Regions from separate parts of the Mus musculus genome. Here region 1 is linked to region 2. A link is a contact called in public promoter capture Hi-C data. All regions are on one chromosome and are shown on one strand. The core of a region is the stretch at or near the end of the contact, and the rest is flanking DNA. Distances in the headings are between cores, read along the strand shown.

The links. Promoter capture Hi-C pulls out the DNA fragments that hold promoters and counts their contacts.
Region 1: a contact with region 2 is called in a promoter capture Hi-C map of pre-B cells, with 2.9 times the contacts expected there. A contact is called at or near these places in 1 of 39 promoter capture datasets (pre-B cells), 1 of 484 Hi-C or Micro-C datasets (pre-B cells) and 1 of 130 datasets of targeted methods (large pre-B cells).

Annotation. Positions count from the first base shown.
Region 1 is chr19:23,272,597-23,275,296 of GRCm38.p6, forward strand. It overlaps Smc5 (structural maintenance of chromosomes 5), which reads right to left and starts at 1,301. Exons shown (of 25, transcript NM_001252684.1): 1 at 1,038-1,301. The coding sequence starts at 1,222. Gm33950 (a long non-coding RNA gene) reads left to right here and starts at 1,312. Exons shown (of 2, transcript XR_386613.2): 1 at 1,312-1,409; 2 at 1,628-1,763.
Region 2 is chr19:21,651,413-21,654,112 of GRCm38.p6, forward strand. 1110059E24Rik (RIKEN cDNA 1110059E24 gene) reads right to left here and starts at 1,379. Exons shown (of 4, transcript NM_025423.2): 1 at 1,195-1,379. The coding sequence starts at 1,296. Abhd17b (abhydrolase domain containing 17B) reads left to right here and starts at 1,897. Exons shown (of 4, transcript NM_146096.3): 1 at 1,897-2,181.

The DNA of each region.
Region 1 (2,700 bases), core at 51-2,550, 1.6 Mb after region 2:
TAGTAACAGACAAGCCGGAACAATCGTTTCCAACCTCTATTCACCTATGTTCTTACATTCTACCTAAGGTCACTCACGAAACATTACAAACTGGCTTTCAGGCAGTTCCTTCTTTGGGTAATCGTCTTCCCTCCTTTTCTACTTTAGTATCTTCTTCACAAAGCTCTGATGGTTGGGGATGGACTTAGCCTTTTCAGTCTGTGCCTCCCATGAAATCCTGGGTAGATAAGTTACAGCAGATAACCTCATGCTGAGTACAGTTACCTTTCCTGATCAGGATTCAAATTAGCAATTTTGCTATTAGAATCTATACAGACCGGGGCAAAAAAACAATAGCCATGAGTTTATGTCATCAACAAAGACAGGTAGAAACGCAGCGATGTGTAAATAAAACAAACGAACACCTGATACACAACTGCTTGAAAAAAAAATGGTATTGTTATTAAGGGTCTATAAATTATGCAAGCCTACATTTAAGAAAAAATACCTCGAAAAGATAACTCTAAGATGATAAACAGATAATGATATTTCTGGTAACATTTAGAATCTACTCAACTAGTTGGGGTCGGGGCAAGGAAGAAAGGAGGATTGGACGGGGCAAGAATCTGCAAGGAGGTACAAAAACTGGGAACACGATTTTTAATTTCTTTGGTACACTCTAATCTCCAATCAACAACCATTACCATGTCATCTGCCCATTCTGGAAATCGTGTACACTTTTTAAAATTTGCCACTCTGCTGTAACTGTCGAGTTTTGTGAAGTGCACAGGTCCGTGGTAGATCGAGATTCGCAGATTAACAAACTAGAGACCCGGCCCCTTCGTATCTACTGCCTAGAGCCGACGCCTTCCAAAACCACTGGGTGGATAAAAACATCAGGCCACACGCCTACTACAGCCAACACGGCCAGTCTTCGTGGCCTAGGCAGGGAATGCCTCAGGGTTAGCCTGGCACAGGTTCCCCACCGCCGGGCACAGCCCACCGCCCCGGGCCTGCGGGCCGCTTGCTCCCGCCCAGCGCGGCCTGCCGCCACTCACAAGAAGTTCTCCATGGCGATGCGGACGATTGAGCCCTCGACGAAGGTCCCGGACGGCCGCGGCAGCGTCGGCAACGGGTTCGAGTTCTTTCTCTTGCTCGGGACCTCGGAGGAAGCATCTCTCGGGAGAGACCGCTTGGAAACCTGGGGGTTGGGGGGAGCAGCCTTCCCGCTCGGAGTCGCCATCCTGGCTTCCTCCGCGTCCCGCAGCGGCTTCCGTTCCCGGCGAGCCGCAGCCCAGGAGCCTCCGCGCCCGGCTCCCGCGCTAACTGACCCCGCCTGACCCCGCCCCCGCGGCCCCGATGCGCTTGCGCGGTTCCGCCCCGCAAACCCGAGGCCACGCCCCGACCAACGCTCCCCGGTGGCCTCAGAGGTGCGATGTGTGTGTGTGTGTGTCTGTGTGTGTGTGTGTGTGTGTATGTGTCTCTGTGTGTGTCTCTGTGTGTGTCTCTGTGTGTTTCTCGTGTGTGTGTGTGTGTGTGTGTGTGTGTGTGTGTGTGTGTGTGTGTGTGTGTGTGTGTGTGTGTTACTACTTTGCAACGGTCCCTCCCAGAACTCCAGGCTTCATCTGTCTTATGTTCTACATTGCAGTTTCCTTCCCTGGTGCTCAAATGAACTCCAAAGAAAAGATGCCTGTTGACTGTGCCTGTTGTTGGAAGCATGGCACTAACAACCATCTGATGCTCTCAAGATTGTGAAGAGTGTATTAATTACTTGCCCACTCACACTTCCTAGTCCTTTTATTGTATAATTTATTTATTTTTATTTTATGTGCATTGATGTTTTGCCTGCATGTATGTATGTCTGTGTGAGGGTGTCAGATCTCGGAGTTACAGACAGTGGAACCCAGGTCCTCTAGAATAGCAGTCCGTTCTCTTAACCACTGGGCCATCATGCTATCTCCCAGCACATACATTTATTTATTTATTTGAGACAGACTCTTTATATAGCTCTAGATGGACTACTACTCACTAGAGAGCCCAGGCTGGTCTTGAACTTTTACTACTTCTGCTTCCTTAGTGCAGCCACCAGTTCCAGTGCAGCCACCAGATGGCCTCTCCCTTCAGGGTTTCTTTTTTCTTTTCTTTCTTTCTTTTATTTAATTAAGCATTTCACTTATTTACAACCCAAATGTTGTCTCTCTCCCCCCCCCAGAGTTCTTCCCCCCCCCCCCCATCGCTCCTCCTCTTTGACTCTGAGAGGGTGCCTCTCCCTTGGTATCCCCCCTCCCTGGGGCATCCAGTCTCTGCAGGACTAAGCACATCCTCTTCCACTAAGGCCAGACAAGGCTGCTCTCTGCTACATATGTGCTGGTGGCCTTGGACCAGCCCATGTATGTTCTTTGGTTGGTGGCTTATTCTCTGGGAGCTCCTAGGGGTTCAGGTTAGTTGATATTGTTGGTCTACCTATGGGGTTACCATCCCCTTCGCTTTCTTCAATCCTTCCTTTAAATCTTCCATAGGGGTCCTTTCAGGGTCTTTAAATTCCCTGCTTCTTTAGGAATGGCTCTACCTCCCTGTGCCCATGTTCATCTCATTAGCCCTTTCAAAGATTATGCCCCTGAAGCCCATAGGCAACATTCACCCAACCAATAATAACCGGCCAGAGACTAGGGTAATGGGGAAATAAAGATAAACCATTAAATAGTTTTAAGTAGGAGAGGC
Region 2 (2,700 bases), core at 129-2,628:
TCTCCATAATATTTTTCTAAAATACAGGAAAAGCAGGTTTATGGACGAGTGTCTGCTAATGTGGTCTGAGGGCCCTGCTTAAACTATTTTTTTTTATTCTTCACTGAACTGCCTTTCCCTTTAGCAACTTCTATTGAAATTTGTAATTACAGATCCATCTGCTGACTGACTGTCCATATTACTCAGACAATTACAAGCTCCGTAAAGGCAGAATCAATAGTTTTGAACACTGTCTACCAGGGGTCTAGAACCCTGCACGTGAAAGGTATTTATTAAATATCTGAGAAACAATGAAAGAGAAAGACAGAGTACAAGTTACTATGGATTGCCTTTTTAATGTTTTAAACGTAATCACCTGCTGACCACCTGTTATGTCCCAGACTAGTTACTCTTCTGTTAGCTTCCGAATAATCCTATCAGATTTCTTATCTGAGGCTAAAGGTCACAGAAATTACTAAATTACTTCAAGGAACAAACTTAGGAAATTTGAGCTCTTGTTTCTGTAAATATTAACTTTATCTGATGTAAGCTGGCCTCCAGGACGACTAAAGGCCTTTATCCGCTCCCCATTCAGTTATGGGGAAGGGGATCGCTATTCACAGAATCACTAGTCATACATATCTCAAGTAACAAACAGTCTGAGTTTTCTTCCACTTTACACAGGTCCTGCTAAGTTAATTGTATAGACAGCAAGCAACCATTTTTACACAAGCCAAAACGTTTGCTCCAACACAAAACTGAAATAACATCTTGTTGATAAGGACAGTGACGCTAAGATCGTACTCCCTACAAACTTATGGGTTTGGGAGTTCTCGGAAAAACAGTCGCTGCAAAGAGACACTCGGACGAGTGCCTTCATTTCATTTTCTTATTGCGGGGGCGTGATCCAGGTGGGAGCATCCAAGGCGTCAATCGCCCCATCGGTACCTTAGGTTGGATGAATTTAAGCTGCCCTATCCAGTCTCGGCGCCACTACTGAGATGTGCTGACCATCAGATAGATTCACGGAACAGAGCCAAGCCAAAGAAAGGGCGTGGGAAGAATATTTGAGACACGATTGCACTGCAGCCAAGACTAACTGGGCTGCAGTCCACGCTCGCCAACTCCTCTCCTTTCCTCTCTCTGTCCCCTTTCCTCTCTCTGTCACTTTTTTTTCCCCTGGGATGGCAGTCAGAACAACAGGCAAGGGCCTACCTTGGTCTGAACACTCTTATCAAACTTGTCATTTTTGAAGGTGAACGTATTCTGGTGCTTCTGAGGCCGGGACCGAGTCACGTTGCCTTTCTGGGAACTCATCACCAAAATCTCAAGCACTGTAAATCGGTGCAGCCTTTAAGTTACAGGAAAGAGTAAAGACGTTCCCGCCCCAGATTGAGACTAAGGACAGTGACCCGGAAGAAGTTCTTCTACTCTTTCCGTCCCAGCCCCAGGTCGGCCCACGTGACTCATTAGGGAGGTCACGCTCGGCTCTGCCTTGCCGCACATCCTCGACTACCGGCTTCACGGAAAGCCTTCCTCGGACCCAAGGTGCAAGTCCGGCTTTCTTCGAATCTAGAACTCCCCCATTGGCTCGAACGCGGCTGTCCATCACGGCGGAGGGACGGAGATTCCCCGTTCCTATTGGCTCTTCTTTTCCGCAATCCCCGCCTCCTGCCGAACGCTCCCAACCTGTCTCCCGGCTCCGTAGCGTAGCGACTCCGCTGCGCAGTTTGTGATTGGTGGAAGGTGGGCGAGGCCGGTGCCCTGATCGCCTGCAGCCCGGAGCCCGGGTCAGCTTCGGCGCCCTCCTCCAGTCACTGAGCAGCTCGAACCGGGCCGCTCGCCCCCCCGCCCCCCGCCGCCCTCCCAGCTCCCGCCCGCCGCGGCCGCGCGCTCCGCCGCCTGGCGGCCTTCGGAGGTGCCAAGGAAGGCGGGCTGCGGAGAAGGCAGCACCGGCCCTGCGCTGCGGACGGCGACCACGGCCGCGCGGGACCTCGGGCCGGAGAGCCCCGGCGGCGGCCGCCCCTCGCGGCGGAGCCGTTAGTCAGCAGAACGCGAACGCGCGTGGAGGGGCCCCACGAAGCGCGCCCGGGCACCGCAGCTCTCTTTCGCGTCCTCGCCGGGCCGGGCCGCGGGCGCAGAGTCGGCGGGCGGCGCCCCGCGGAGGACAGCGCGTTGGCGGCCGCGGCCGCCCAGCTGCAGGTGCGTGGGGCTGGGCTGCTGGGCCGTCGGGGGGTCGCCGCTCTGAGCTGGGGACCAGGCCGGGTGGCTTCGGAGCGGAGCTACCGAGCGGAGAGCCGTGCGTCCCGGGCCTCCTCGCCCGCAGGGAGGACCGCAAGATGGGGTCGGGCCGCCGCTCCCCTCCCTGGATCTGGGCCACTTCGGGCCCTCGCTCTCGGCTCGGTGTCCGGGTCCCGCCAGCCTCGATTTTAGATGGAGTCCGCCCGGAGCTTGAGCTGGGTATCCCGCTCCGCTTGTCGCGGGAGCTGCTTTCCATGGCTTGAACTTGTATCATCTCTGATTGAGAACTCAAGGAGGGAGAGGTTGGATTTGAATTGAAAGTTGGAGAGTTCTGTTTGAAATTGTATTTAATATTAAACCAGGAAAGTTGTGTCAAATTATAGTGTGTGGAGGACGTTCGGAGAGTTTAACCTCCCTCCGCTTCTGTTGAAAGAAAGAAAGAAAGAAAGAAAGAAAGAAAGAAAGAAAGAAAGAAAGAAA